3 separate regions of the Mus musculus genome follow, and all the other regions are linked to region 3. The links are chromatin contacts, called in public Hi-C maps. All regions are on one chromosome and are shown on one strand. The core of a region is the stretch at or near the end of the contact, and the rest is flanking DNA. Distances in the headings are between cores, read along the strand shown.

What was found. Hi-C and Micro-C count contacts between places; a contact is called where the count stands out from the background.
Region 1: a Hi-C map of cerebellum shows a contact between it and region 3, with 1.9 times the contacts expected there. The contact joins the enhancer-like site here to the promoter of 4930471G24Rik in region 3. A contact is called at or near these places in 8 of 484 Hi-C or Micro-C datasets (cerebellum, embryonic stem cells, liver and 4 more), 3 of 115 datasets of contacts at active chromatin or transcription factors (all in embryonic stem cells) and 1 of 9 other capture datasets (embryonic stem cells).
Region 2: a contact with region 3 is called in a Hi-C map of embryonic stem cells, with 4 times the contacts expected there. The contact joins the promoter of G630093K05Rik here to the promoter of 4930471G24Rik in region 3. A contact is called at or near these places in 1 of 39 promoter capture datasets (embryonic stem cells), 2 of 15 datasets of contacts at CTCF or cohesin (both in embryonic stem cells), 46 of 484 Hi-C or Micro-C datasets (Sertoli cells, cerebral cortex, differentiating embryonic stem cells and 11 more) and 5 of 115 datasets of contacts at active chromatin or transcription factors (astrocytes, embryonic stem cells, neural progenitor cells and 1 more).

What each region holds. Positions count from the first base shown.
Region 1 is chr13:47,846,401-47,851,056 of GRCm38.p6, forward strand. It overlaps Gm35991 (a long non-coding RNA gene), which reads left to right. Exons shown (of 3, transcript XR_382321.2): 2 at 460-579; 3 at 4,502-4,656. Gm52029 (a long non-coding RNA gene) reads right to left here. Exons shown (of 3, transcript XR_003950538.1): 3 at 1,069-1,439. Among named protein-coding and RNA genes, the nearest start is that of Gm35991, 4.9 kb to the left of the region's middle. Within about 2 kb of position 2,176, at least 26 of the 459 cell types and tissues checked have an H3K27ac peak or open chromatin away from gene starts, as enhancers often do. A contact at or near this core is called in cerebellum, where this site is marked.
Region 2 is chr13:47,907,946-47,912,753 of GRCm38.p6, forward strand. It overlaps G630093K05Rik (RIKEN cDNA G630093K05 gene), which reads left to right and starts at 2,490. Exons shown (of 3, transcript NR_045156.1): 1 at 2,490-2,581. The region is part of intron 2 of Gm40938 (a long non-coding RNA gene); the gene reads right to left.
Region 3 is chr13:47,665,974-47,670,462 of GRCm38.p6, forward strand. It overlaps 4930471G24Rik (RIKEN cDNA 4930471G24 gene), which reads left to right and starts at 1,577. Exons shown (of 2, transcript NR_153835.1): 1 at 1,577-2,015; 2 at 2,167-2,420.

The sequences.
Region 1 (4,656 bases), core at 926-3,425, 180 kb after region 3:
AGCCAGAGAGTGTCAGGACATAAATGTTAATTTGTTTACTTTTTTAACTTCTTTGAGATTTTTTTTCCCACAAAACCCATAAAACTAGGAGCCAGCTAGAGTAGAAGCACTTGTGGCCACACCTGATGATCCAAGTTCAAGCTCCCCAAAACCACATGGCATAAGGAAGGAATTGGCTATCTCAAGTTGCCTTTAGACCACACACACACACACACACACACACACACACACACACACATACACACACCACAAATAAATGAATACAGACATAATAATATTAAAAGTACATAAATCTAAAGCATATTTCCTATATTGGCAGTAAAGGACATGTACAACATTCCACTTGAGTTTCTTATATGTAGTTTTCCCTTCAGAAATTCTCTGTCAGGTAATGCAGTGGTCTGCTTTGTGTTGCCATCCACTTGCAAACCATGTTTCTGGGTTCCTTTCCATGAGCAGATGAAGAAGCATTTCCATGACACCGTGAAAGTGAACCACCATCTGGCAAATAACCTCGGGCATAAGCTCAGCATGTCTTGGCCTTTGAAGAGGACAGTCCCCAGCCTTCTGTAGCCATGGGTTAGTTGAATTAATTGGTGCTATCCTATGTCTAATGGTTGTTTTCAAACTAGAATCTTCCATGCCTAGAGAAAGGACTGAGAGATGGCCGAAGGGTCAAAGAGAAAAGAAGGTCTGGCTTGAGTAGGCTAAAGGAATTCTCCATGCCTCTGATCCTGCCTCAGTCCTTATAGCTTTACTAACTGAGATATGACATCACAGTTGACCTCCTAAACCAAGCCACCTTATGTTATGAGAATCTTCCACACTGCACCACAAGGAGATCATTGAAGTTGCCATTAAGTCCTTAGGCTCAACTCATCTCTGTTCCTTATACCACTTGGTTCAGGCTTTGAGCCTGAATCAAACTGTGAGTACCACTCATCTGTAGGCTCTAAGACCTTGATGACCACATAGACCAAGTGGAATGAAGCTAATGAGAAATTCTTTAAACTCACAGTTGTGAACAAGGAAGAACTATAGCCGTATGGATGATGGTATCTTGGGATTAAATAATACTAACATTGTAGGTGTGTTAAGATGGAACCAATGCTCTGACAACCACACTGCCCTTATCCACTCTTCTCCTTTTACTGTTGAAGCTGGAGCCATGTAGTGCTAAGAAGGCAAGGGGAAGGGGCTCTGGAGGTCCGGAGCCCGTGGTTCAGGTAGCCCTGAAACTCACCTTACACTCCTCATAGAAGCTAGCGATGTCTCTGTCCAGTAAGTCTGTTTGAACAGGAGTTTCATCTCCTGCAGCGGGAGCTGTTCAGTCAGGGTGTCCTCCTTCTAAGAGACTGGGCACCACTCTCCAGTCCCGTGAGCTGCTTGTAATGGTGGATGTTCCTCACGTTTCCTATTCCAATGAGAAATGTCAACATCTAAAATGAGAGAGAGAGAGAGAGAGAGAGAGAGAGAGAGAGAGAGAGAGAGAGAGAGAGAGATTGTCATGTTACATAAAACCCAGTGGCCCTCCTGTCTCAGCTTCTTAAATGCTGGGGTTACAGGTATTGACTGCCACATCCAGCTTTCAAAATGGAAGGTAGTATATTCTGTGTTTAAAAGTTCTTCTTTTACTTTAAAGGGTGTTCTTGCCCATTGAAAACAGGGCAGCATAAAATGATCTCTAAAACAAACCCAGGGAGCTGAACAAAAGATCTTCCTGGTGTTATTTCCTGCTTTTGTTCTCAGTGTTCCTTTCCTCCTAATGAATGACAGAGTAAGTGAGAATATTCAAATTTATATAGAGAATATTTAGAACTGATCAATTGAGAAATATTAGAATTTCATTATAACTTTCCAAATGAATCCACATTAGAATTTCAGGTGTTATAAATGAATACTGAATTTTATTTTTTTCTTTTTGAAAAGAGGTATGTTTCTTGGGGCTACTTGAATCACAGAATTTATTCGACCGTGTACTTCACACACAAACAAACCCGGGTGGTATCAGCACTCATAACGTAAAAAGGCCTGGCTGAAGACAGGTATTGGGGAGCCCACTCCTAATGCTGGTGTGAACACCATCCGACATTCAAAGAGCTGTTCACGAGTCTCCACTGGGTCCTGGCAGCCAGCCCTTCCCACCCCCTTCCCATTCTGCACTGCCTCATGTTTACACAGAGAGAGCGAAACTGTTGCCAGCGTTTAATACAGCATAATTTATAAGCTGAGAAGAGAACTCAGCATGCCTTCCCTTTAACAGGGAAACAGACAGACTTTCAGAAGCAACTGAAGGGTGGAGACATTTCTTGGAAACCAAGGTAACTGCTGAGTGGCCACATCCTTTCTGCCCCACAGGGTTTGCTTCTCAGAGGTTGGCAGGACCCTCCTGGGAAAGATGCCTCTGACAACCCTTCTCCCTGAATAATAGAAGGAAGAGTCAAGCTGCTGAGGCTGTTATTTCTAAAGCTCTTAATGCATTCATTGCTTCCTTAGCCTGGGAACGGCACCCAGGGGCTCTGAAATCAGAGGGTTCCCTTAAAGGGAAGGTCCACCGCACAGAATCTGTTAGGTCTGAGCCCAGAGATTCTGCAGTGTCAGAGGCTAGGGAGACAGCACCATATACTGATTACTGCTATCCCCACCCCCGACCTAATACAGCCACTGGGAACTACTCAGCTGAACATAGTCTTCTCAATGCAAGTCCCATTCAGATCTCCAGGAATCCCAACCATGAGACATCTCGAAGCATTTGTTAAAAGTGTTAAATGTGCCTTGACCTTACAGGTACCATCATGAAGGTGATCGTAGTCAGGCCTCCCCAAAATTTAAGATCCTAATTATGCCTTTTGGGGTTCCACACCCATTTAATCAATTCTCCCAATTACTGCACCAATGGTACTTCCTTTAGAGTCCATTTCCTCGAATCTTCCCCCAAGGCCTGATTACTAGCTTGTTTGGATGCTGTGCTTGAATTGGACTTCAAACAAACACATCAGCCTTTCTGCTGTATTTGAATGTCTTAGACATGCATTGGAGCCTACATCCCTGCTTGCCTGTCCCTGGAATCCATTTCTGCCATCTTAGAGCCCTGCCTGATGTTTTGCCTAGCTACCTCCTAACCATTTCAATGACAAATAAACACAGGCTCTTATAGACTATAGAGCCCTAGATTCCCCCTAGAGACGGTGCTCAGGATGGGGACCAGGTCAATTATGCTGATTATCCAGCTAATCCCTACCATTAGGATAAGCACTCTGGTATCCCAGCATGTAAGGGTAAGACACTCTAGAGTAAACCTGGAAGGTTGCTGATGCCTGGGATGGGTATGATAATGACTCTCCTGCCACATTCCGGTCCACAGACTCCAAAGTCCACAGCAGCACTCGGTCTCATGAACTTGACCTTGATCTTTGAGTTTATCCAAAAAGATGCCACCTTGGGACCCTCACAGTAGCTGGCTTAGCACCACTCAGGGACTTCTCTATACAATACCCCCTTGCTCAACCACACTGAAGCCTTCCTCGTCAGATGCTGTCTCTCCCAGAGGCCTACAACAATTTAACGTTCACAAAGACAGAAACTATCAATCCATTCTCAGGCCACCAGTGCTTTCTGATAGATATTTATTGTTATTATTTTGCAGTGGAAGAGCTGAATGAAGAAATCAATTTTTCTCTTTGGGCTTTCTATTGGTGGGGAAATAAGACAGGTCCTCACAAGACTGAAGGGCTAGGGATGTACCTATGGGGTTCTCTCAGTGTAGCACTGCCATGAGATAAAGTGATCCAAAACTTGTCAAGATGAGCATGGAAGCTCAAGCTTGGGGTGGCATTTTCCTTTCATTCCATTGTCTGGATATAATACTTGCTAAATAGTCATCCCTTTTACCAGGAAGCCTGTTAATTAAACCAAGATAAGCATGAAGTCATCTTACTACACCCTTCTGACATTGACCTCAGATGTCTCTAAAATGTAGAGTCAAAATGGTGTGTGTATGGTATGTGAGTGTGTTTGTGTGTATGCATCTCTCTCTCTCTCTGTCTGTCTCTGTGTGTGTGTGTGTCTGTATGTGTGTGTGGGGAGTGTGAGTATGTTTGTATGTATGTGTCCGTGTCTGTCTGACTGTGTGTGTTCGTGTGTCTGTGTCCATGTGTGAGTGAGTGTGTGTGTGTGTGTGTGTGTGTGTGTGTGTCTGTCTGTCTGTCTGTCTGTCTCTGTTTCTGTCTCTCTGACTCTTTCTTTCCGGAGAGGTGAATGGAATTTGAACAAAAGAACTTCTTTTTTCCTGGTTCTCAAAAAGGATAAAACTTCGAAATGTGTATGTGGTGTGTGAGTGTGTGTATTTATGTGTATATGTCTCTACCTGTCTTTGTCAGTTCGTCTGCCTCTCTCTCTCTCTGTGTGTGTGTGTGTGTGTGTGTGTGTGTGTGCATGCTATGTCTCAGGCTACATCAAATGGAATTATGACAGCCACTCTCTTTCCTCCATGCTCCCTCAGAAGAAATGGAAGGAAGAATGAGGCAAATGCAAACAATGACAAAAGCAAACTACTCCGGGCCATCTGAGGTTGAGCCAAGCAGATCTTATTAAACATGGAACAAGACAAGCACATGAACACGGACCAGCCACGCGCTCTTGATGATTCGGTGTCTC
Region 2 (4,808 bases), core at 1,240-3,739, 240 kb after region 3:
CTATTCAAGTGTGTCCTATACTGTCTGACATTACGTCCTTCATGAGGAATCAACCGGCAAGGAAGAACTTGTTGATGTAGCCACAAAATCCTTCACAGATTGCACTGAAATATAAGCAGAACACATCAACAGTGAAACTTGGATTTAGGATGACCGGGTAGAAATATTTTGAGAAAATGGAGGATAAAGATCTTGATGCCATCTTCAATATGGGCCTACGGGTTGCAGTCACTGTTCCCCCCAAACACCAGCCAATCTAGTGATACTAGTAAATATTATTTTTAAATGAAATAGAGGGGCTGGAGAGATGGCTCAGGTGTTATGAGCATGTACAGTTGTTGTAGAATACCTGAGTTCTATTCTCAGCCCCATCTCCGGGGGGATCTGCCTCTTGCCTCTGAGGACACCTGCAACCATATGGGTACACACACACACACACACACACACACACACACACACACCCCTCTGGATCCTTAAAAATTAAATAGAATAGCATTTAGTATCCGTAGTAAAAGTTAGCACTTTGGTTAGTTCTTTACCCTGAGAGTCTGTGGGTGCTGGATCACAATGTGTTATATCTCCTATGCCTGTCACAAAGAAGTGTAAAAGAAGTGAAAATGTTATTGCTTTAGATCAGGGATTCTTAAGCATCCCATTCAAATCCCCTTTCTGTCCATTTTTTTTTCTGGGATCCTGGACGTACTGGTATATAAAATAAGCAAACAAATCTAACATTTGCTGATAATGAATCACAAGGTAATTTATTTTAAAACAATTCTTTACTGTACATAAAATTTTACCATCTATTAAAGATCAAAGCAAATTTGCATACTAATGAGAAACATGTGCTTGTTTGCTTAATATAATCCAACCCAAAGATATACTAATTTGATACTTACATGCTGAAGAGTGATGGTAGGAAAATATTAAAAGTATTTGTTTTCTCTGTAATTAGACAATTATGTTTCTAGAACAGCAGAAAATTTGCATGTATGGTAGAAACACTTCAGTTTGTTACATACCAATGATGTCAAGGCTTAGCCAAGGTGTGTCATGTAGAACCCATTGATGTGTGTGTTGCGGAGCATACTTCATGCAAACTGTACATGTGTGTGCAGAACCAGGCGTGCAGGGAAACAGTTTGTGGCCCTTGTGCATTCAGAAACCGTGTACTATTGATGTACATTATCAATAATTCTCAAGACCCACCCCATGTTCGCATACCTTAACCCATATAGGATCACAACCCTCAGTTTAAGAAGCTTTGATGTATATGATGTATACAATATTTCTAAAACACTTTAACTTTGTGGTTGTTCAGGTCATTATATGCCTTGGTGGCATCCTGAGTAACTTTTAGCAGTGCCCAAGTTTCCTATGAGTTACTTAGAGGTGGCTGTAAATGGCCTCTCCGTGGCTGGTCTATCAGATTGGGGGCACACCAAACCCAGAAAAGTCATGCTTTACCTCTTGTGTCCCCGAAGCAGAATGTAATGCAAAACCTGTCATCAGGGGTTGTCCCCAATGGCAGAGTCCATGGTCTCCCATGCAGGATGAAAAGGATGGTAGGTGACCTATGGCCACCATGGCATAACACTGAGTGAGTTCCAAGGCCAGCATGGCATAATACTGAATCAGTTCCAAGGCAGACGCTTCAGTGACTTCACTTTCACAGACTCTCAGTTAAATTGCTCCCCTCCCTTCTCACTCTGTAGTTGGATATGGTCAGACACAGCCCAATAAATACATGGCTTGCTCAAGGGCACACACTTGAACAGGGCCAGCCTGATATTAAAGTGCTTCCTAAAGTGATTCAGTGTGTTCCAAGCATACGTGCTCCTCTTCCATACGAGAGGCACAAATATTGTCACGTGCTTTTGGGAAAAGCCATTTGACACTTCTCTGAGGTTACTGAAGGTTTTGGAAGTTCGAGCTTGGATGTTCCGCTTGGAATAAATCTAAGTAACTTTCTCTCCCCCCCCCCTCTCTCTGAGTGAGGAAGAATAGAGAGGGTTTAGAGGTCACTGAGCCCCTCAAGACCAGGCAGGTCTTCTGGAGTTACTATTGGAAACAAAGGGAACACTGGAGATGCTGGCAGTGCACACAGACTCTCAGACAGCTGGAGTGTTTCTGCATGATTTAGCCTCATGTAACGAGTCTGGCATTTCCAAGTTTGGGGAGGAGAGATGAGATGAAGTTCACGTTCGCTTGGGGTTATCTCTGTAATCATTGCCCTTTGATGCCAGTAATATTCAACTCAAAAATCTAGATAATCTTCTCATTATACAGAGTGTAGTATCATCCCAGAATTCTGATCGGTAACATTTCCACACAGGGAACACTTCTCTGTGCAGCATGTCCTTTTCCTATGAAGTCACTTCTTGGCTGGCTCTCTCTCCGTTGCCCTTGACTCTCCACCAGCCCCCAATGGCATGTCAATGAGGGCAACTGTGCATAGAGACCTTTCTCAGACACTGAGTTTCTAGTTCATTCAAATTTCTGTTTGGGGTGCTCTGAAAACACAGAAGGGACACGGGACAGATGTGCCATCCAACCGGGAACATCTGGAGAGTTTCACTGAGTGGGTAAAGTGACCTCTTCTCATTTGTGGAGACAGAAAGTCTATTTCAGGGATGGGTAGGGGCTGCAGCAAACTGGTGGTAGGGTCACATTTCTAGGCATGACGTGAATGGTGCAGTTAGCACCAGTGCCATGTTTTAGAGACCTGGTTTGGACAGTAAATTGGCTTGAAATAAAATAAGCGAAATCTGGCTGTGATTCCACTGCCCTGGTGAGATGGTTTCAGAGCCCAGGGGAAAAGGACAAAAGGGGTCTGATTCTCTCCAATCAAGTAACGAAATAGCAGCTGTTCCCATGGGCAAGAAGTACAAATGGCTTTGCTGCTGAAATAGGCTTACAAGGATCCAGGCTAATCTTTGTGAAACTGTGCTTTGAATGACTGCTGTTAACAAGCATTTGCTAAGATAGTTGCTGGGTTTTTGGTTTGTTTTGTTTTGTTGTTGAGATTTCAGAGTGCAGCAAACCTCTCCTGCCTTCTCTTGTCTCTTCATTTCTATTAAGGGACGAGAAGAGCTACTCCAAAAATCTGCAAAGAAAAGCAACTCTTCAGTCATGTTTGTGGCACTGGCTATAGATTCTGCCAAGCTACATAGTCCAACTCTGGGGATAGCACTGGTACAAAGGAATTATAAAGAACAAGTATATTCAGACCTAAGCATACCTCGGGTATTAAAAAGCATTTGTATATGATCTACACATGTCCTCATACATACTTGGAATAACTTCTAAATTACTTATAATACTGAGGAAGATATGAATACCATGTAAGAAAGTATTATGCTGCATTCTTCAGAGTGACAAGAAAAAGTTTACACATAGTCAGTACAGATAGAAATTTTTTGAATACTTTCAATCCACATTGGTTAAGACCATAAGTTCAGAAACCATGACCAGGAAGGGTCAGCTGTACTTAAATCTGCTCTCTCTTAATATCCAGATGATGAGAAAGAACTTCAGGAAGTGTCTCTCCACACAGACTCCCAACTCTCTATTTTATTTGGAGTTTTTGTTTTCTTGAGATGGCATCTTACTAATTAATATGTACCCCTGGCTGGCCTTGAGCTCATCATATAGTCCAAGATAACATGGAACTTGATGCAGTTCTTTTACCTCAGCTTCCCAAGTGTTGGGACTATGGCTCTGTGCCACCATGCCTGAATTTTTAAGATAAGTATCTTTATTGATTATTTGAGAATTCCATACAATGTATTTTTATCATATCCATCCCCAACTCTTCCCTTAACTCCTCCCAGAACCACTCCAAGATTCCCTGCCATATTTCATTTCTTTAAAAAAGTAATAATAATCCATTGGCTCAAATTTGTGCTTTCCCTGGTGTGAGTTCATCAAACGGCTCGAGAGCCACACCATTAAAGAAAATGGACTCCATCTCTCTTATCTTTCCCCAGATGCCACCATTAGTCCATAGATCCTCAGTTAGGAGTTAGGGTTTATGGATCCTTTCCCACTCTAAGCTGTAAGGTTGACTAGCTTGACCTTGCACAGAGAAGTACAGCTGATAGGAGTTCATGAGACCAGTGGCCCTGATGTTTGCAGAAGATACTGTTGCACTTTGGTCCTCCCTCACCTCCAGCTCTTATAGTCTTCCTTCCATTGATGGTCCCCAGGCCTTGGGGAGAGAGTGTGATGCAGACACCCTCTTTGTGATTGAGATCTCTTGTATTCTCTGATCTTTGACCAGTTGTGAATCTGTTGTCAACCACCATCTACTGCGCAATGAAACTTCTCTTTTAGGAACTGAGGACTGTACTAATATGAAAGCAGAGACCTGTGAACTTAGAGAAGAGTTTGATACTAGATCCATTTAACGAACTAATAGTAGGTTTACCTCTGGGGCCACTGAGCTCACCAAGTAGTGTTCTTGGCTAGATTTTCAGTTTCAGGCCTGTGTTTCCTCTGGTAGAACAAGACTTAAACTCAATGAGGAAGGTTTGGTTACCTCTACAAATTTGTGCCACTATTGCACCGATGGACATATTTTGCCTCCTTGGTCATTATTGCAGATTTCAGGAGCCACAGTTTGGTAAGACTGTTGAAGACATTGCCCTAATTTTCCAGTAGCTGACATAGAACTTTCCTTTTACTATTAGAGCTAGCTAGCAGGGAGGAACTTCCTAGTCAGCACTGACTTGATTTCTCCATGTTCAACATGTATGGCATCTGCAATAGAGTATTACCAATAAGTTCTGTATTCAACTAAGAATAAT
Region 3 (4,489 bases), core at 327-2,826:
ACACAGGCTATCGTGTCTTCAAGTTGTCACTTCCAAGTTCCTCAGGAGGAAATTCGGTTGGTGCTTCAATGTAGGTCTTTATAGATAGGTAAATAAGAAATTTATAATTGCGTACGCGGCATAGAAAGCTGAATGTCAAATACTCAGCTTTGTCTCAGATCAGCCTGGCTCTCAGAATCCTTTTTTCCTTCTATGGCTCCAGGTTAGAGTTGACCCAAAGCAGCATTTGCACCGTTCGGAAAGTAGAACCAAGACACCGTAAACACAGGTGAGTTCAGTCATGATTAGATGCTACCAGAGAGAGGCAGACAGAGAGGAGACAGGCTGTTTCACCTTCTCAGTCCTTGCCGTGTGTCTACCTCTTTCTTGGGCACCCTGTGTTCTTGCTAACCTGCGCTAACTCAGCTTGCTAACCTGCGCTAACTCAGCTTGATCACCAGAGGCAGAGGCAAGATTCTCCTGCTGACTGCACCAGCTCGTCCTGACACTCACCTCAGGCTGGGTGCGCCTGACCTCATTCCCCCGAGTTCTCCTGCAAGCTCCCACTTGTTCATTTGTGCCCCTCCCCGAGGGCTGATGGGGACAGACTTGTCTGGGCCCCTAGCCCTTCCTCAGCCTCTCACTCCCCAACTTCTTGGGTGTGGCCCTGCTTCTATAAATAATATAGGCTGCACTCTATTCTTAGTGGCCTAGCTGTCCTGAAGGACCTCTGACACACAAATGCATTCTGAAACAGCAAATGGAACAGGAAAGAGAAAGTATGAGAGGGAAAGAGTGATGCTATAAATAACACACACAGGGAGTTCACACCTAGCAAGAGGCTTGGCAACACAGAGCTGAGGGGGTTAGGGAGACAATTCTAAAATCCATCCTAAAGTATATGAAGACCATTCAAAGAATAATCAGTATTATGAAAGATTTGGCTCCAGCAACACTTATAACTACACACATCTTAAAATGCTACCTAAACATAATAATCACAGAAAATGCTGTGTGAGTTTTCTTTAGAGCCTTCGCTTATAAGTTGCGTTTTCTAAAACCTTATGGTATCTTGCTGAGGGAAAAAAAGAAAACCAAGGCCGAGCTCTTTCAAAGGAAAAGGAGCTCGGTAGGTATGAAGCTGCAGGAACCAAATGCACATTGCTCTGCTGACTGCTGGAGCTCAGCCATTTACTTTCCTGAACACAGGGCTCCCCTCCAGCTCTGCCTTGCCTTTGCAAGAGCTGCTATGGAAAATAAATACCAGGAGTGTAAGCAAAGCAAGGGAAGGAGGTGGCCCCCAAGAAGCAGAGAGATGATGATGATGATGATGATGATGATGATGATAAAAGAAGCTCCCCCGCTGGGACTAATAGAGTCCCTCTTCTCCTTGGTTTTAGACGGGATCTGCACTCAGCTATGCCCTCCAGAGAGATGAAATCCTCTAACCAAACAATGCGCTGACAGGGGACCCTCTGCTCCTGTGTTTTTCTGCCCTGGCTCCAAGGAGTTGGTTTCCTGGCAACCTGCCATGGTGCCGTCATTGCTCCGAAGCATCAATTGGCCTCTAGGGGGAGCCCATCGGCCGTCAACCTCTGAGGATCTCCTCCTCCGGGCTGGCAGGCTGGTCCTTGCAGAGCTCAGGTTGGGCAGCAGCCAGAATAAGGTTATGGCAAGGCATAGGTATTTGATAAATTGGTGTTTTGTGCCTCCTGCACTGTGGGCAACTTCCTGACGGACAACTGCTGACTTTCTAGACTTTGAAGCTAAAAGATATGTAGGAGACAGAGGTCTCGTGGTTTTGGCTAATAAAAGTCTTCCCTAGCTAACTGATCACAGATCAGTAAGCGTCCGGCTTTGCTGTGAAAATGTCTCCCTCACTTCTGGTTTGTCTCACCAATAACTGATTAGTCATTAGTTGAACTGTCTAATGACTTAAAACAATCTAACAACGCAAGATGTTCTCCATTGTGCATACCTATATTCTGCCTCTAAAGACTTCCTGAAGAAAGAAGTCATGCAAACCAGAAAGCAAGGTGAGCAGGCATTTTCATTTTAACGAGAAAGCCTGGCTGTGACCTGCGCACATGCAGGGCTGCCCGCCGAAAGAGGAATTTGTTCTTCTGTGGGTACTACGTCCTGGCACTCCATTCCCCAGATATCTGTTTTTTTCAACCCTCTCTCTAGGTGTGTACACCTTGCAACTTAAATTGGGTCAGAGAGCAGACCCCAAGGGTGGAAGGAAGAAAACATCTGCCTTTCTCACAGGAGAACTCCAGCCGCAGTGACTGGTACCAGGCCAGGCCAATTGTCAAGGTCAGCGCTGGGAAGAAGCTGTTTACTTTGGTCTTCTCCCTGGCTTCTTGGTTTGGTTCTTAAGCATTCATTTCCTATTTTGAAGTTGAGATGATGGGTTGAGGTAAATAAACTGAAAAGCCACAGTCAAAAGTCTACTATGGAATTTTTTTTAAGCATTTAGTTCTACCAGAAGTAGAGGAAGGGACTAGCTATACCAGGGAAATTCTGCAATGGTTTCTTAAATGGTAACTCTGCTTATATGTTTATTTCCCCCATTATTCTATACAGCTTCAAGCTAGGACAGAACAGGTTGTCTATGCTGTCTTCTTGTTTCAGAATCCTATTGTACACAGTGGTATATTGCTTCCATGGAGTGAAAGTCTAACCTCCCACCTCTGAGAAGTGTATATACCAGGCTGCTTGCCTTCAGTTTGAAATTGAAGGGTACAGGCATTCACATTTTCTCGAAAATAAAGTCTCTTAAATGCTTGCTTTTCCCATTCCTTTTATGATCACTTGCACGTGGGAACGGAAGAAATTTATCTCAGTTATGTTGCCATCAGGAACTCAGAGGATCTTCCAGTTCTTTGAAAACCAGCCAAGGACTACATGTATTCGAAAGTGACTGCAAATATTACAAACAGCAAGAGGGAGGTAACAAAGATGGCGGATTTCTGTAATGGTGTCCATATCCATCACTGTTCTAAAATGTAGTGAATGTAGCCCATGAGGTGCCCAGCTCTGATAATATAACTACAACACAACTCCTGCACGTAAGGCTCAGGGAACATCACAGAAGAGGGTGTGGAAAGATTGTAAGAGCCAGAGGCCTAGGATACTGCGGCAAGATAGTGTCTTCTATATGCAATAGGAAAACTGCACCCATGAAATCATTGTCTAAGCATGTCCTGCATAATAGCAGCACCAACTGGTATACCAGTGTGAATGGAGGGAATCCTACAGGGTTCCTATCCCTAGCTGAAGTGCTATAGGCAATTAAAGACTTCCTATAGAGGAAGAATAGGTCTTCTCCAGCAGTAATTCAGCTGATAGGTTATAAGCCCTAAGCACATATATGTAAGAGCAATGCTAAAAGGACTTAGCAGTATGTATGTGTGTGTGTATGTATGCGTGTGTGTACATTTTTACTTGTATGCATATATATATGTATACACACACATACATGTAAGATAATGTAACAATAACAAAGAAGAGGTAATGAATTTGAGAGGGAGTCAGGGGGCTTGATATGAATTAGAAGGGGGAAAAGGGATGTGGGGATGTGAGGTTGAGGCACACCCCTCTATAAACAGTGCCTCTAGTCTTTGCCTGGTGATAGGGAAGAAGTGCCTATTAGTTGTGTACTTTTAAAAGTGAGGACAACCTGATACCTTTGATACTTTCCTTGTATCCTCATGAAAGAAATGGAGGCATATCAGAAAGAATAAATATCACTATAGAAAACAGGAAGGGATAAGGGGAGAAGAAAGTATAAAATTGAAAAGATAAACCAGATATTACTTAACATCACAGTATGGCTGGTGTGTACATAAGGCACGGGGTGGCCATTACCCAACCATCAGGGTGTCCTTCTCCCTTTTATGCAGATGACAGAGAAAGAGAGAGAGAGAGAGAGAGAGAGAGAGAGAGAGAGAGAGAGACCCCTTGCCTTTTGAAACTAGGGTTAATATTGGATAATTAATTTATGGAGAGCAGCCCCTTAGCGACAATCCTCGGCAGGATCTTTTGCCTCCACATTCTGTGTGGTGAAGTACAGATCCTTTCCCAATGCAGCAGATCTGTGGAGGGCCACAGCATGATTGGCATTCTAAAGGCGGGTCTCAAATGATGCTTCTGCCACACTGGGCAACAAAAGGATGTCTGGGAGATGTGGTGTCATTATTTGATGTTGAAAGAAGCTTTTCATAACCCTTTCTGTCATTCCTGTTATTCTACATGGGGAGACTTTAAAATCAATAATAAATTGCTGTTGGCTCCTTGTCATCCCTCATTCACCCCGATGATGAAGAATGTAGGCTCTACAGGGAAATGATATTCTTTGTCTTTTATTCATTACTTACTGAGACTCTAGTCTCTGGGACAAATGTGCAGACTTGAATAAGCCAATAAGTGAAGAAGTATTTTTTTTAATATTTTGATTAAGTGGTAAGGTACAAGGAGGAATAATATTGAACAATTATTTGTAGGTCCT